Regions from separate parts of the Gossypium hirsutum genome. Here region 2 is linked to region 1. The links are chromatin contacts, called in public Hi-C maps. All regions are on one chromosome and are shown on one strand. The core of a region is the stretch at or near the end of the contact, and the rest is flanking DNA. Distances in the headings are between cores, read along the strand shown.

The links. A called contact is a pair of places that touch in the nucleus more often than the background predicts.
Region 2: a Hi-C map of leaf shows a contact between it and region 1, with 1.7 times the contacts expected there. The contact joins the promoter of LOC107910442 here to the promoter of LOC121220348 in region 1. A contact is called at or near these places in 2 of 34 Hi-C or Micro-C datasets (both in leaf).

Annotation. Positions count from the first base shown.
Region 1 is chrD08:47,643,126-47,649,752 of Gossypium_hirsutum_v2.1, forward strand. LOC121220348 reads right to left here and starts at 4,322. Exons shown (of 1, transcript XM_041100038.1): 1 at 3,528-4,322. The coding sequence starts at 4,322. The coding sequence ends at 3,528.
Region 2 is chrD08:48,014,566-48,021,192 of Gossypium_hirsutum_v2.1, forward strand. It overlaps LOC107910442, which reads left to right and starts at 2,849. Exons shown (of 11, transcript XM_016838281.2): 1 at 2,849-3,228; 2 at 3,326-3,505; 3 at 3,593-3,697; 4 at 3,875-3,980; 5 at 4,555-4,775; 6 at 4,885-4,961; 7 at 5,076-5,190; 8 at 5,312-5,437; 9 at 5,827-5,937; 10 at 6,021-6,128; 11 at 6,429-6,627. The coding sequence starts at 3,043. LOC121219819 (a long non-coding RNA gene) reads left to right here. Exons shown (of 4, transcript XR_005916761.1): 4 at 1-664.

The sequences.
Region 1 (6,627 bases), core at 3,072-5,571:
AATTGGGAATATAATCCCAGGAGATTCTTCAAATAGTCATTGTAATTTTTGGGGGAATCTGTAATCCCCATAATTTCCTGTAAAATTCCTTAGTTTCGGTCTATAATAAATAATCAGTAGGATTAAGAGTAGCCTCTTGTAATAGTTTATAGGCGCTACGTACAGAAAATTCGCCGGATAATTCTCCCTTCCATACTTGGATGTCTTCGTGCTCTATCTCAGCTAACGGCATCTATAAAATTTTCTGAGCTGTTTCACCCTGAAAGGTATTATTAATCAGATCCTCCCTCCATTTCCTATTTGAATTATCAATGAGATCCGAAACTAATTGTATTTCCCCATTGTGTGATCTGCTTTGTCCTTCTACTCTGTCGATTCCCTGAATCCAACTATCCTCCCAAATAGATATATTGTCTCCCCTGCCCACTCTCCAGCACAATCCCTTTTGGAGTAGACCTTTTGCTGCCCAAATGCTCCACCAGGTGAGTGAAGGTAAATTCCCCAACTCTGCCTTAAGAAAACAAGAACGTGGATAATATTTAGCTTTTATAACTCTGGCTAATAAAGAATTTGGATTATTAATAAGTCGTCATCCTTGTTTTGCCACTAACGAAACATTAAATTGAGCAAGATTTCTAAAACCTAATCCACCGTTTTCTTTTAAGGAACAAAGATTTTTCCAAGTGCACCAATGGATTCCCCTTTTCCCATGTCTTTTCTGCCACCAGAACTTAGCTATGATACCCTCCATATCGTCACATAGTGCTTTAGGTAATAAAAAACATGTCATTGTATAAGTCGGAATAGCCTGAAGAACAGCCTTTATGAATACTTCTTTCCCTCCCTGCGATAATAACCTAATGCTCCAGTTATCAATACATTTTTTGAGTTTGTCTTTCAAATTCTGAAAAATTCTTTTTTCTTTCGACCCACCATTATAGGCAATCCTAAATAACATTCTGGTTCATTAGAGCTTCGTACCCCCAAAAGATTGACAACTTGTCTCTTATCCTCCTCCATCGTATTCTTACTAAAAAAAACAATTGATTTTTCAAAATTTACACACTGTCCTGAACATGACTTGTATTCGCATAGAATGTCCTTGAAAAGGTTGGCTCCCCTACTTGTTGCTTCTCTAAACAAAATGCAATCATCAACAAAAAATAAATGGGATATCTGCAGACCATTTCTGCTGATCCTTACTCCTTTTAGAAAACCCTTGGTTGTTGCTAGTCTTAGCAGGCTAGATAGCCCTTCTCCATATAAGAGGAAAAAAATAGGCTAAGTGGATCCCCTTGCCTAAGACCTCTAGCTGGGCAGAATTTTTCTCTAATATGTCCATTGATAATTACTGAATAAGAAATTGAAGTAACACAATGCATAATAGTATTTACCCAACTTTGATCAAACCTTATCTGTAGCATTATCCTGTTTAAGAAGTCCCACTCCACTCTGTCAAATCCTTTACTCATATCAAGTTTAACAGCCATGTACCTTTTTTTCCCCAATCTCTTCTGTTTCAACTTGTGCAATATTTCATAGGCTAATAGCACATTATCTGAAATCAGCCGACCTGGCACAAAGGCACTTTGCGTCTCATCAATACATTTTCCAATAACTTCACTCAATCTATTTGCAATAGCCTTTGCAATGATTTTATAGAGAATATTACATAGGCTAATTGGCCTGAATTGTGACATATTAGATGGATGAGGAATTTTTGGGATAAGTACTATATTTGTAGAATTAATTGAACTTACCTCCCTACCGCCGTTTAATATCTGTAAGCAAAAAGTGGTAACATCATCTTCGATTGTTTGCCAACACTTTTGATAAAAGAGGGCTGGGAAGCCATCTTTTCCTGGTGCCTTTGTTGGTCCCGTGGCAAAAATTGCTTCCATAATTTCCTCTTTGGTATATACTGTTGCCAACTTTCGATTGTCTTCCTCATGAATACACCGTTCAATCCCTTTTAATATGCGATCATACTCCCCCTTCCTTCTGTTGAAAATAGCTTCTTGAAGTAAGACCGTGTTATACCTTCCATGTCTTGCAAGTCCCCCATCTCTCTTCCATATTCGTTTTTTAGCTTACGAATGAGGTTCTTGCTCCTTTTCTGTGACGCTCTATCATGAAAAAAAGATGTGTTCCTATCCCCATATCTTATCCAATCGATTCAGGCCCTTTGTTCCCAGTAGCATTCTTTTTTTTCAAGCTCAATTTAAATTGATTTTCGTATCAATCAATTCTTCCAAAGTCTTATCGTCTCTTTCTTCCTCAGCCAGCTCCTTTAGTTTCCTTATGAGAACCTGTTTTGTCTTCTTTCTTTCATTTTGGATTTGCTCAACCCACCTTTGTAATCCTTTTTTCAAAAAAATTCAGTTTCTGTACTAGCTCTCCTAATGCGTTCTCCTACAAACTCTTAAATTCATTGTCAAAAGACTCTTCCAAGGACCACCAAGCTTCAAATTTAAAATTGTAGCTCCTTCTTTCTTCATGCCTCCTTGTGTTAATAAGAAGTGGACAATGATCTGAAAATGAGTGCGTTAAATGCTGAACTCTTACCTCTTAAAACATATTAATCCATTCCTTGTTTGCAATTCCTCTATCTAATCTTTCTTGTATGTTGGTCTCCAGTAAGTTTCCTCTTTCCCAAGTAAACCAGCTGCCTTCATAGCCCACATCGTACAATTGACATTCCTCGAGTATTCTTCGAAACAATTCCATTCTCCTCTTATCTCTAAGCAGTTCTCATTTCTTTTCGGATCCATACATAATTTCATTGAAATCACCAACAACAAACCATGGGAAATCCTTATTAGTAGTCAGGCTTTTTAGAACAGCCCATGATTCATTCCGATCCTGTATATATGGGGATCCATAGAAACCTATAAATCTCCACTTGCATTCTTTTTCATTATCATCAGCGAATACATCAATGTGTCTTTTAGAGAAACTGCTCAGCGTTATATCAACCTCATTCCTCCATGCTAAACACAATCCTCCTCTCATACCTTCTGGATCAACTTCAATACCGTTCGTATAACCACATCTTCTACAAACTCATTCCATCTGCTGTCTTCCTAGTTTTGTCTCCACAAAAAAGACCATTTGGGGATTATGTAACTTCAGCATCTGTCGAAGTCTTTTAACCGTCCGTAGACCCAAACCACGGACGTTCCAGCTTATTATTTTCATTGTGTCCGGTCGGCTTGCCTCTTGGCAGCCGCCGATGATAAAAAGGTTGAATTCCACCATTTTCCTATTTCTTGTACTTGTATTATCCCTTTTTGCATTGCTGAAAAGATCTTCCATCTCCCCCTATTTTGATTTTTCCCCTTCTCCCCTACTAAGGTCTCATCTTCTAAATCATGTTCCATTGCCATATTTATCTTACTCGAACCAAATTTACTCTCTCGCCATTCTACAGACGGCAGCCCTCCTTCAATACTAAACCCCAGAATTGGGTCAATAATCTTTCCCCCTCGTTCTTTTGAACTTCCATCCCTATGTCTTGATTCTTCAGATCAATTCTCCCCCCATCTTCCCTTCCCTTTTCTTTCTTCCTCTTTTCGTAGCCATATACTATTCATTGAAAGGGCTCTTCGAGATTGCGCTCGCAATGATAAATCCCAGCCTAATTCTTCTGTATCTGCCCCTGTCATCATTTTTATCTCACAGAATGAATCATTATGCCCCAATCTTCCACAGTAGAAACAAAAAAGCAATAACCGTTCATACTTAAACTTGACATATGACCTAACCCCAATGCATAAAACCTGTTTCTTCTTTTTCAGAGGCTTCCTAACATCAATCTGTACTCTTACCCTCATATAATTACGATTTTCCTTTCCTAGATTTGAAGTATCATATTCCAGGAAAACACCTAAAAAATTACCCAGTTGGATTGCTAACTTTTTAGAGAATAATCCAATTGGGACATCATGGATTTGAACCCAGAAAGGAGTAAATATTAGCGGCACTTTTAATGGATCTTCGCCTCTCCCCAACTTATTCAATAATAGTAGATGGTTATTAAAAGTCCATGGTAGACCTTTTAGAACCCTTTCCATATCCATATTATGATAAAATTGGAACAAATACCTTTTTTCACCCAGATCTCTAATTTGGACCCCATAAATAGGGTGCCACAAATTTGCCATAGTGGTTTTCATGGCTGGAAAATGAATAACACTTGCTGTTAAGAAACATCCCACAAGCTGGAACTCCCCCACTTCACTTTGATAACTCGGATCTGCTTGAATCTGCAATATTTCTTCTTCCTCCTCATTAATCGATAATTGTGCTAATTCATTCTCCATGGCTGCAGGTTTATTGCCAGAATAACACAAACACCCCTTTTTCAGATTTCAGGAAAAAAGATTAGAAGTGAAGAAGGCAATTAGTAAAACATAAAATAAACGAATTAAAGAAAAACAAAAACGTGCCAGCGGCGGCAGACCTAAGCGTGCTAGGGCAGCAGACTCAGATTGTTAACTTTTTAAGATCAAATTAAGTTGAGTCTTGTTTTTTCTTTTAAATTTTAATAAAGTTAGTTTTATTCCTAATGAAATAAAAATAATAAATTTTAGTTAAAATATTTTTTTCCGTAAACTATTAAGATTTTATATAAAAATATTTTAATTATGTTTTATTAAATGAAAATCAAATTACATTAGTAAATTTTAGGTTTAAAAGTGTAAAAAGCTCTCAAAATTTAAAAAAAAAAAAAGCAATTAAGCTCTTTTTTTTTGCATTCAATTAGGTACTTGAACTTTTAAAATGCATAAAAAAGGCCCTCGGACTTTTTCAAAAAAAAGTAATTAAGCTCCTGCTTTTTTTCACTCAATTAGGTACTTGAACTGTCAAAATGCATCAAAAAAACTCTCAAACTTTAAAAAAAAAAGCAATTAAGCACCTGCTTGTTTTTTTGCACTCAATTGGGTACTTAAACTGCTAAAATGTATTAAAAAAGGCTAGGGGCAGATCTAGGGAGTTGGCAGTTCAAGCACCCAATTGAGTGCAAAAAAAAAGGACTTAATTATTTTTTTATTAAAAGTTTAAGGGTGTTATTTTATTCATTTTGGCAGTTCAAGTATCCAATTGAGTAAAGAAAATGTAAGGGCTTAATTACTTTTTTGAAAAAGTCTGAGGGTTTTTTTTATGCATTTTGAAAGTTTAAGTACCCAATTGAGCGCAAGAAAAAAGGGACCTAATTGTTTTTTTTTTTAAGTTTAAGAACTTTTTACATCCTTAAGTCTAAATGTTATTAAAGATATCATTTAAATTTCGCTAATTAATATTATACTAATATATTATAATTTTTTTAAATATGAAACTTAAAAAATTCAAATATGAGTTGAATCTAAATTTGGTGTAATTACTTTTTTTTTGTATTTACCCTCTTTCCCTACATTTATTGCAACCTCCGGTTCTTTTACTATGTTAGGAATTGCAGATCTGCGGTGTTGTGTGGATGATATATGTAAAAGCCATTTGGATATTGGGATAATCGAGATTTGAGTAAAAAGAGAAGGCCCATCCCATAGTTTAATACTATGAAAAATGCTCAAAAACCCAAGCGAAGCACATAGAAGAAGCCCAAAATCAAAGATGGCATAATGGGGGTGATGTAGTAGGGTCGGAAACCAACTTTCCAGCCTTGAAGCACTGGCCTTAGCTCCACAGTACTTCCACTACATATAAAATCAAATACCTTTGTGAAATTCTTTACCTAACTTTCAAGTTCTGTTGCTGTTGGAAGAAAAAGACAATGCTTTACACTATAATTTGCCCTAGGATAAGCTCTTGTTGGCAAAACATAATGATTGCGATGCGACTCTTTTTTTTAACTTATATTATGGCCCCATTTTCAAGCATCAACTGTCATTGGCTTCCTATCCAAAATACAAAAACCCCTTTGCCATTGGCTACATCAGCCTGACTCAATGCACGCGTATTCTAGGGGTGGGTTACTACCTGTCAATTATTGTAGAGGATGCCTAGGAAATAGATTGGTTTATGTTAGTTTGAATTACTGATCAATAATTAGTACTAGAAAAATAAAATTTTATGAATATACCAATTGGTTATGTAATTTAAATCTTTTTATGTCTGCATATTTTATTCATATTAATTTAATAATACAGGATGTTATTTAATTTCCAACTCAATCATGCTTCACTTTTATGTAATTATTTAAATTCACTCTCTAGCTAAGCCTTTTTTTCCTTTACAAATACAACATATTTTGCACTCAAAACAAGTTTTTTAATCATCAAATTAGTGCTCTCTCTAACTCATCTACGAATCCATGTTTTTTTTAAGCTTCTAAACACGGCTTAGACGTTATGGTTAGATTGAGAAGGCTACATTAGCTACTAAAATGGTTGAGCTAACTTACGTTACTTTTTAAAACTTTAAATAAACTCATTTTAGAGAAAATCGTAGTTGTACTTTGAGTTAGCTTAAAAGCATTCATTCATTAAGTCGTATATGCTTAGGATTCATTTTATTGTTGACAATGTTGTTTCACAAAAACTGTTTGCTTGTCGCTCTTCTTTAAAAAAAATCGAAGTTAAATTAATAAAACAAAAAAATCATTTTTCAAGTCATTTTAGAAAATTA
Region 2 (6,627 bases), core at 1,599-4,098, 370 kb after region 1:
TTGGAGCAGATAGCAACAACCATTTCATCCGACATGCGTATTTTTAATTTTCCAATGGATTTACATCTTTCATTAATGGAAATTTTTTGATGTAGTGAGTAATAGCTCTGGTTGTTCGTTGTTCAAGAATTATTGTTTAAGTAGTTCATACCACCCATACGTAGTGTTTTGATCTAAGATTTCAATTCTTCAATGTTTTAGCAGTAGCATATTGTTTCATGGAGTTAAGGTCCAAGATATGGAAGAAACAGGTGTTTCCACAACTATACCACCCAGTCAATTATGTTCCACTTAATCCCCATTTCATGACCACACTTTCCGACTAAGTAATGGGAAACCTTTCGAGTATTTTTTTGTCCTTCTTAAATGGTGGTGTTTGTCTATTTATATGGATACTGTTCATTGATATGATATATTATGTAGGTTCCATGCATATCAATATATATCCTACTCTAGACTTAACATGTGGCTATGCAGTTTCCCACGCGATCTCATGTGTGATTTCGCAGGAGAACATAGGTACCCATCCTGCGAGCTCGATCTGCGAACTCAATCGATATGCGAGCTCGAGGAAATTGACCCATCCAACCCAAACCTATTTGGGTCTTGGGTAGATGATAACAAGTATCATAACAAGTGCAATAAAAAAGTAGTTTTTATTTTATATAGAAATTGACAAAAATATTTAGCTCCAATATCTTAAAAAAAAAAGAGATAAATATAGTATAAAACTAACATGATTACTAAGTAAGAATTCATGGCAATCATGTGCATAAAGGCTATACAAACTAACAGGTAAACGTCTAAAAGCAACCTCCTCTTCTCTTTATAAAAAATACATCGCACTTCACATATAAAATTAATTGTTGATAGAGTATTAATTAAGTTGCTATTATTATTATTATTATTATTATTAATTTACAACTATTATTACTTTGAATAGAAACATGTGACTATTATAATTAGCAAAATTATTATTTTTATATATTACTCTTATGTACTTTCAGTGAAAAATTAATTATTATAAATATATATGTTTAAAATAAAAATATGAAAAAAAAATTATAATTGTGTTGAGGGGTTGCTTTATTTAGAAAAAATTTTCGAAGTGTCATTTGTCGAACAACTTATCAAACCCTTAACAATAGAAGATATTATTCTCCGATAAAAAGTTGTCTTTCATACTTTATTGAGAGCCAATATGCCTTAAGAGGCTACTTGAAGATGTTTGATTCATAGAGTTGGGAGCGCTTTGTTGGTGGTGATATGAATATAAAACCCTCATTGGAGGACAATACCCTTCATTGTTGGAAATTTATTTAATTATCTGACAAACAACACTTTAAAATTTTTTCTCGAACGACTTGATCCCGACAAGTATAAATTAGTAAGTTTTATATTTAAAGAATATTACTAGTTAAAAGGAAGGTGGGTGATGATGATAAAGAGGTTGATTAGTTTTTTATTAGAAATAAATTATTTATTGGAAAGTTATGTTTTAAAAGTTTAAATAATATATGTATTTTTTAAATTTAATAATTTTACTTTGTCAATCAGGCTGATGTCATTTACCTTATAAAACCACACTTAATCAAGATGTTTCTTTTTTTTAGGGTAACTTTAATTAGAGATTAAATTATGGTTAAAAACGAATTAATCGATGAAATTGATCTAATTCGGTTAATCGGCCGATTAATCGATTTAACTCGGTTAGAGGTTTGTTAATAAATTTTTTTGATGTTTAATTATAGATTAATTCTGTTCAAAATCGGGTAATTAACCGAATTAACCGAACTTAATAATTAATAATACAAATTAAATGTAATTTTAATCTAGCTAATTCGGTCAAATTAACATTTCCAATTTATTTCTTTTATGTGTTTTATACTTGTTTTGACAGATAAAAGATAAAAAAACATATAAATTTTAATTCAATTAATTTAAAAAAAATATTTTAATTCAATTTACTGTTAAAAATTTAAAAATTCGACTAATATTAATTTAATTCGAATTCGATTAACGGTTTTATCATCCCTAACATTAATCAATATCTTTACTAAGGGTTTTATATATAAACCCAATTTGAATCCTATTTTCAATAAAATTTTCCTCATAAAAACGAATAAACCTACGAATACAACCCAAAATAAAATAAAATAAATAAAACCTTGGTAAGGGACTAGACCTGTCCATGGGCCGGGCCGGGTTTGGGCTGGGCCCACAAAAAATTTCAGCCCGTTTACTAGGCTCGGTCCTGGCCCGACCCGAAATATGGGCCTAAGATTTTGCTCAAGCCCGGCCCAGAGAAAAAATATGGGGCCTGAGCCCGGCCCGGCCTGGCCCGTTTTTAATTAAAATTAAAATTATTTTTTAATAAAATTAAAACTAATTGTTATTAAAATTAATTGTTAGTAAAATTATCAAATTATTAATTGTTAATAGTATTAATTGTTGTAATAAAATCTAACATTTGATTAGTAAATTTATCAAATTATTAATTGTATTAATTGTATTAATTGTTGTAATAAAATCTAACATTTGATTAATAAATTTATCAAATTATTAATTGTATTAATTGTTGTAACAAAATCTAATATTTGATTAGTAAAACAAACTTGATGTTTTATTATTATTATTTTGTAACACTAGTCAAGGAAATGAAAGTAAATAAACTTAAAATAAAAAATTATTATATTTTAAAAATAAAAAATATATATTTAATATTTTTTGGGCCGAGCCCGGGCCAAAAAATCTTGTCCGAGGCCCGGCCCATTTTTTAAACGGGCTTAAATTTTTTCCAAAACTTATATTTCGGGCCTATATTTTTACGTAAACTCTCCTATATTTTAGGCGAGCCGTCGGGTCAGGCCGGGCCGCCCGGCCATGGACAGCCTGTGCTAGCTTTTCACCATGAGAAAACACTGGAACCCCATTGTCCTAATACACCGAACAAACACACGACCTCCGCTTCCCTTCCCCTGCCCCGACTTCAATCAATCATTTCACCCATCAACTTGAATTTTAATAAAACATCTCGACCATATGAATCAAGACATTACAGTTCCTCCTCCATCTAACTCTGTCCACAAGCCTAAGCTAAGGCCAACCCTTAACTCTTACTTCAACAAACCCACCCTTTTCAAAGCTTTCTTTTTCTGCTTCCTTCCCTTTCTCATTTCCCTCTTTCTCATTGCTTACCTCAATCAAAGTGGCAAGAATTCTGAAATGGTAGGTTGAAATTTGGATTCTTTTTCTTGTTTCAGACTTTGGGTCTTGGTTATCTTTCAATTTACTGTATTCTAACCTTCTCTGTTTTGGGTGAAAGGTGTTGTTGGCAGGATTTTGTAATGGCTCTGATATTGCTAATGTGGATTCTAGTGAAAGCAAATCTGTTCCTTTTCAAGAAACGAGAACGGGTCATGCTTGTTCAACAATGGGGGAGCCTTGCATTTCTTGTACCACCTTCAACATCCTAGCTCCTATTTACAAGCGATTGGACCAGCAGGTGATTTCTTCTTTCTTTTCCCTTTTAATATCGCTGCACCTTTGTAAATTTTGCTCCTTTCATTGATTTGTTTTTCTCATGGAACAGAACCAGAGCGTACGAGAGAGTGATTTTAGAGCATTTTGGTTAGCTAGAAATAAGAAGATTGTAAATTGGTTGCTTTACGAAAGGTCTTCCATTATCTGTCTCCAGGTGGGTTTCTTTTCCCTTTTTCTTCTATTGGTTTCCCTCTCTCATTCTTTCATTGGTTTTGACTTTCATAACATGTATTAATAAAGAGTTGACACTTTCCTTCCGCGAAGAGCCTTAATTTCAACTCTGATAACATAAGCTTTCACTAATTAGGTAATTGTTTCGTTCAATGATTAGGAATTTTGGGTTGGAAATGAAGAACTGGTGCATATGTATGAAGAAAGCCTCGGTGCTGCAGGCTATGATACCTTCAAGCTTGCAAGAACCAACAACAGAGGAGATGGTACACAACGCACCTTTTACTTATTTATTCTCATACTAGAGGCCGGTTTTAAGACTTTGTTTGTAACTTAGATAGATATGTTATGTGTTGCTGTCCGCCCGAGTAAGTAAATTAAGCTTAAATCAAGTCAAAATCATTTGACAATTAGAGAGTTTGAGCCCTAATTTTGTAGTATTAGCTATAGTTTGATGCAGCTGGGTGTTCTTTAGTTTGGAAGTTCATTTCTAGTTTTCCACTTTCAGTATGCAAATCTCCATTCCAATCGGCTCCTATAGAATAAGGTAAGCAGAAGAATGACCATTTTCTCACCTTTGGGGGTATAACTCCTTCCATTATGGTTCACATATTTTCCCTTCTGCTCTATGGTTTCAGTTGCCACCAATATGGGAAAAGGATGGTCAAACTCGTATCTTTTAGGCTGTTCACAGTCCTTATTACGTGTGTAGATCATCCTGCAAGATTTAAATTCAATCACTTAAGTTCTTGATTTTTTTTTTTTTGTTATGGTTCTATTTGATTCTTAACTCCTTTTTAGTCTCAGGCTTGAGAACTTTTGTTTATACTACTTCAACAGGTTTGTTGACTGCTATACACAAGGAGTACTTCAAGGTTTTAAACCGTAGAGAGTTGTTCTTCAATGACTTTGGAGACCGTGTTGCGCAATTGTTGCATGTTCAATCAGTTGCACCCTTCTCAATAAATCAGAATGAGAGTGTTCAACAGGAAATTATCATTGTAAACACCCACCTTTTATTTCCTCATGATTCCAGTTTATCCATTGTGAGACTGCACCAGGTAGATGTTATCGTCTTCTGAAATACGTCAGTGCGCCACACCACTTTCTTTTTGCATTCTTTTTTATGTTACCGACTTAACTTATCTCTAGCTTTGATATTCTTCTTAGGTTTACCAAATACTACAATATCTGGAAACATATCAGAGAGAAAACAAACTCAGCCAGATGCCAGTCATACTCTGCGGGTAAGTTACATCTTTGGTTTTATGGCTTTGATGATCTCCTCAGTAAAAGGCATTCTAACTTGTTTTGTTTTTCTTTGTCTCTCTCTTTTTTGTCTTAATGCTATAAATTCACAGCGACTGGAATGGAAGCAAGCGTGGACATGTCTACAAGTTCCTCAGGTCTCAGGGATTTGTTTCATCTTATGATATTGCACATGAATACACAGACAGCGATGCAGATGCTCACAAGGTTAGTATATTCAATTTCAGATTCTATTTCTGCATCTCTCCATCAGTATACCACTAACTTTTTGGAGTCTGCAATGCTTACTGACAAAAAATGTTGGCTTTACTCCTCGTATATCCCACAGTGGGTTAGCCATCGAAACCATAGGGGAAACATCTGTGGTGTCGATTTCATATGGCTTCGTAATCCTCATAACTCACAAAAACTGTTGAAGATAAGTTGGGCCGAAGCAGCTTTTGGCATAATAAAGGTTAGTTCTGCATTTTTCATTTTAAGCTGTTAATTTATTGTTCCAAATTCTGCATTTCTAACTCAAATTATAGCTTAGTTCTTACTACAGTAGGCAAATTTATGCTTCCTCTCTCTTTAGAGCGTGGCATCAAACATCTACATTAGGGCAGGCCACATCTGTTACTTGGCTCAGATTCTGATAAACCTTGCACATTATAACTAGTTCTCAAATCTGTGACCTATGGCTTCACTTATTGAGGAAACCATAAGGTGACTGATTGTGGAATTTGAAATTTGTTGCCATCTCTCTGATTGGGAATGTATGTTTTACCTTTCCTTTCGCCAATGAATATCACCAGTTATCATGCTTCCACATCTGAAATTGAATTGCCACCATCTTGGTTACAGTACCAACTTAAAAAGGTTTCATTGGCTGAAAATGATGCCTTTGCCTTTCTGAGGGCTGACAGCAGCGGCAACCATATAACTTACTCGGCCTTTTGTGATGCACTTAGACAGGTACTTTCATTCACTTCCTTGACAGGTTCCCTTGATGTACAGTGGAACTGGTTAAATTCTCAACTTTTCAGAACTATGTGCAGGTAAATTTGACTGGTCTTTCTCATGGATTAAGTTTCCAAGAGACGAAAGATCTGTGGGTCCAAGCCGATGCTGATGGAAATGGTGTTGTAGACTATGAAGAATTTAAGGTGTGTTTCATTTTTGTTTGTAAAGTTGGGTCATTTTACTAGTAGCAGAGATGCCTTTTATGCATGGCCTGTAACTCACTTTAAGGCACCCTTTTCTATAGGTGATCTAAAGGGAATATAAGAAAGCACATGCATATTGATAATATGGTTGGACACATGTTCCCTTGTCACTACAAGTAGTTTTGGCAACATATCTGATGTAACCTGTAGTCTCAAAAAATTAACTTTTAAGTCAATGTAGCATTTATGGCGACATTTCTCATTAGAAAATATGGAGTAATTTGGTTGACGTATTTGCAGAGAATTTGGGATGCTACATGGTTACAACATATGGATGAAGACTGCAGCTTAGAGGACTTGAATGAAGGCATTGCAGAAGACGAAGCTATCGGTTTTGCGGTAAAGAAAGCAGTTCTCTTCCCCCATGAAGTGGAGAAGGGAATATGGCCTGAAAACTACTCCCTTTCTGATCATGCCCGACTCACTGCTGTATTCTCAC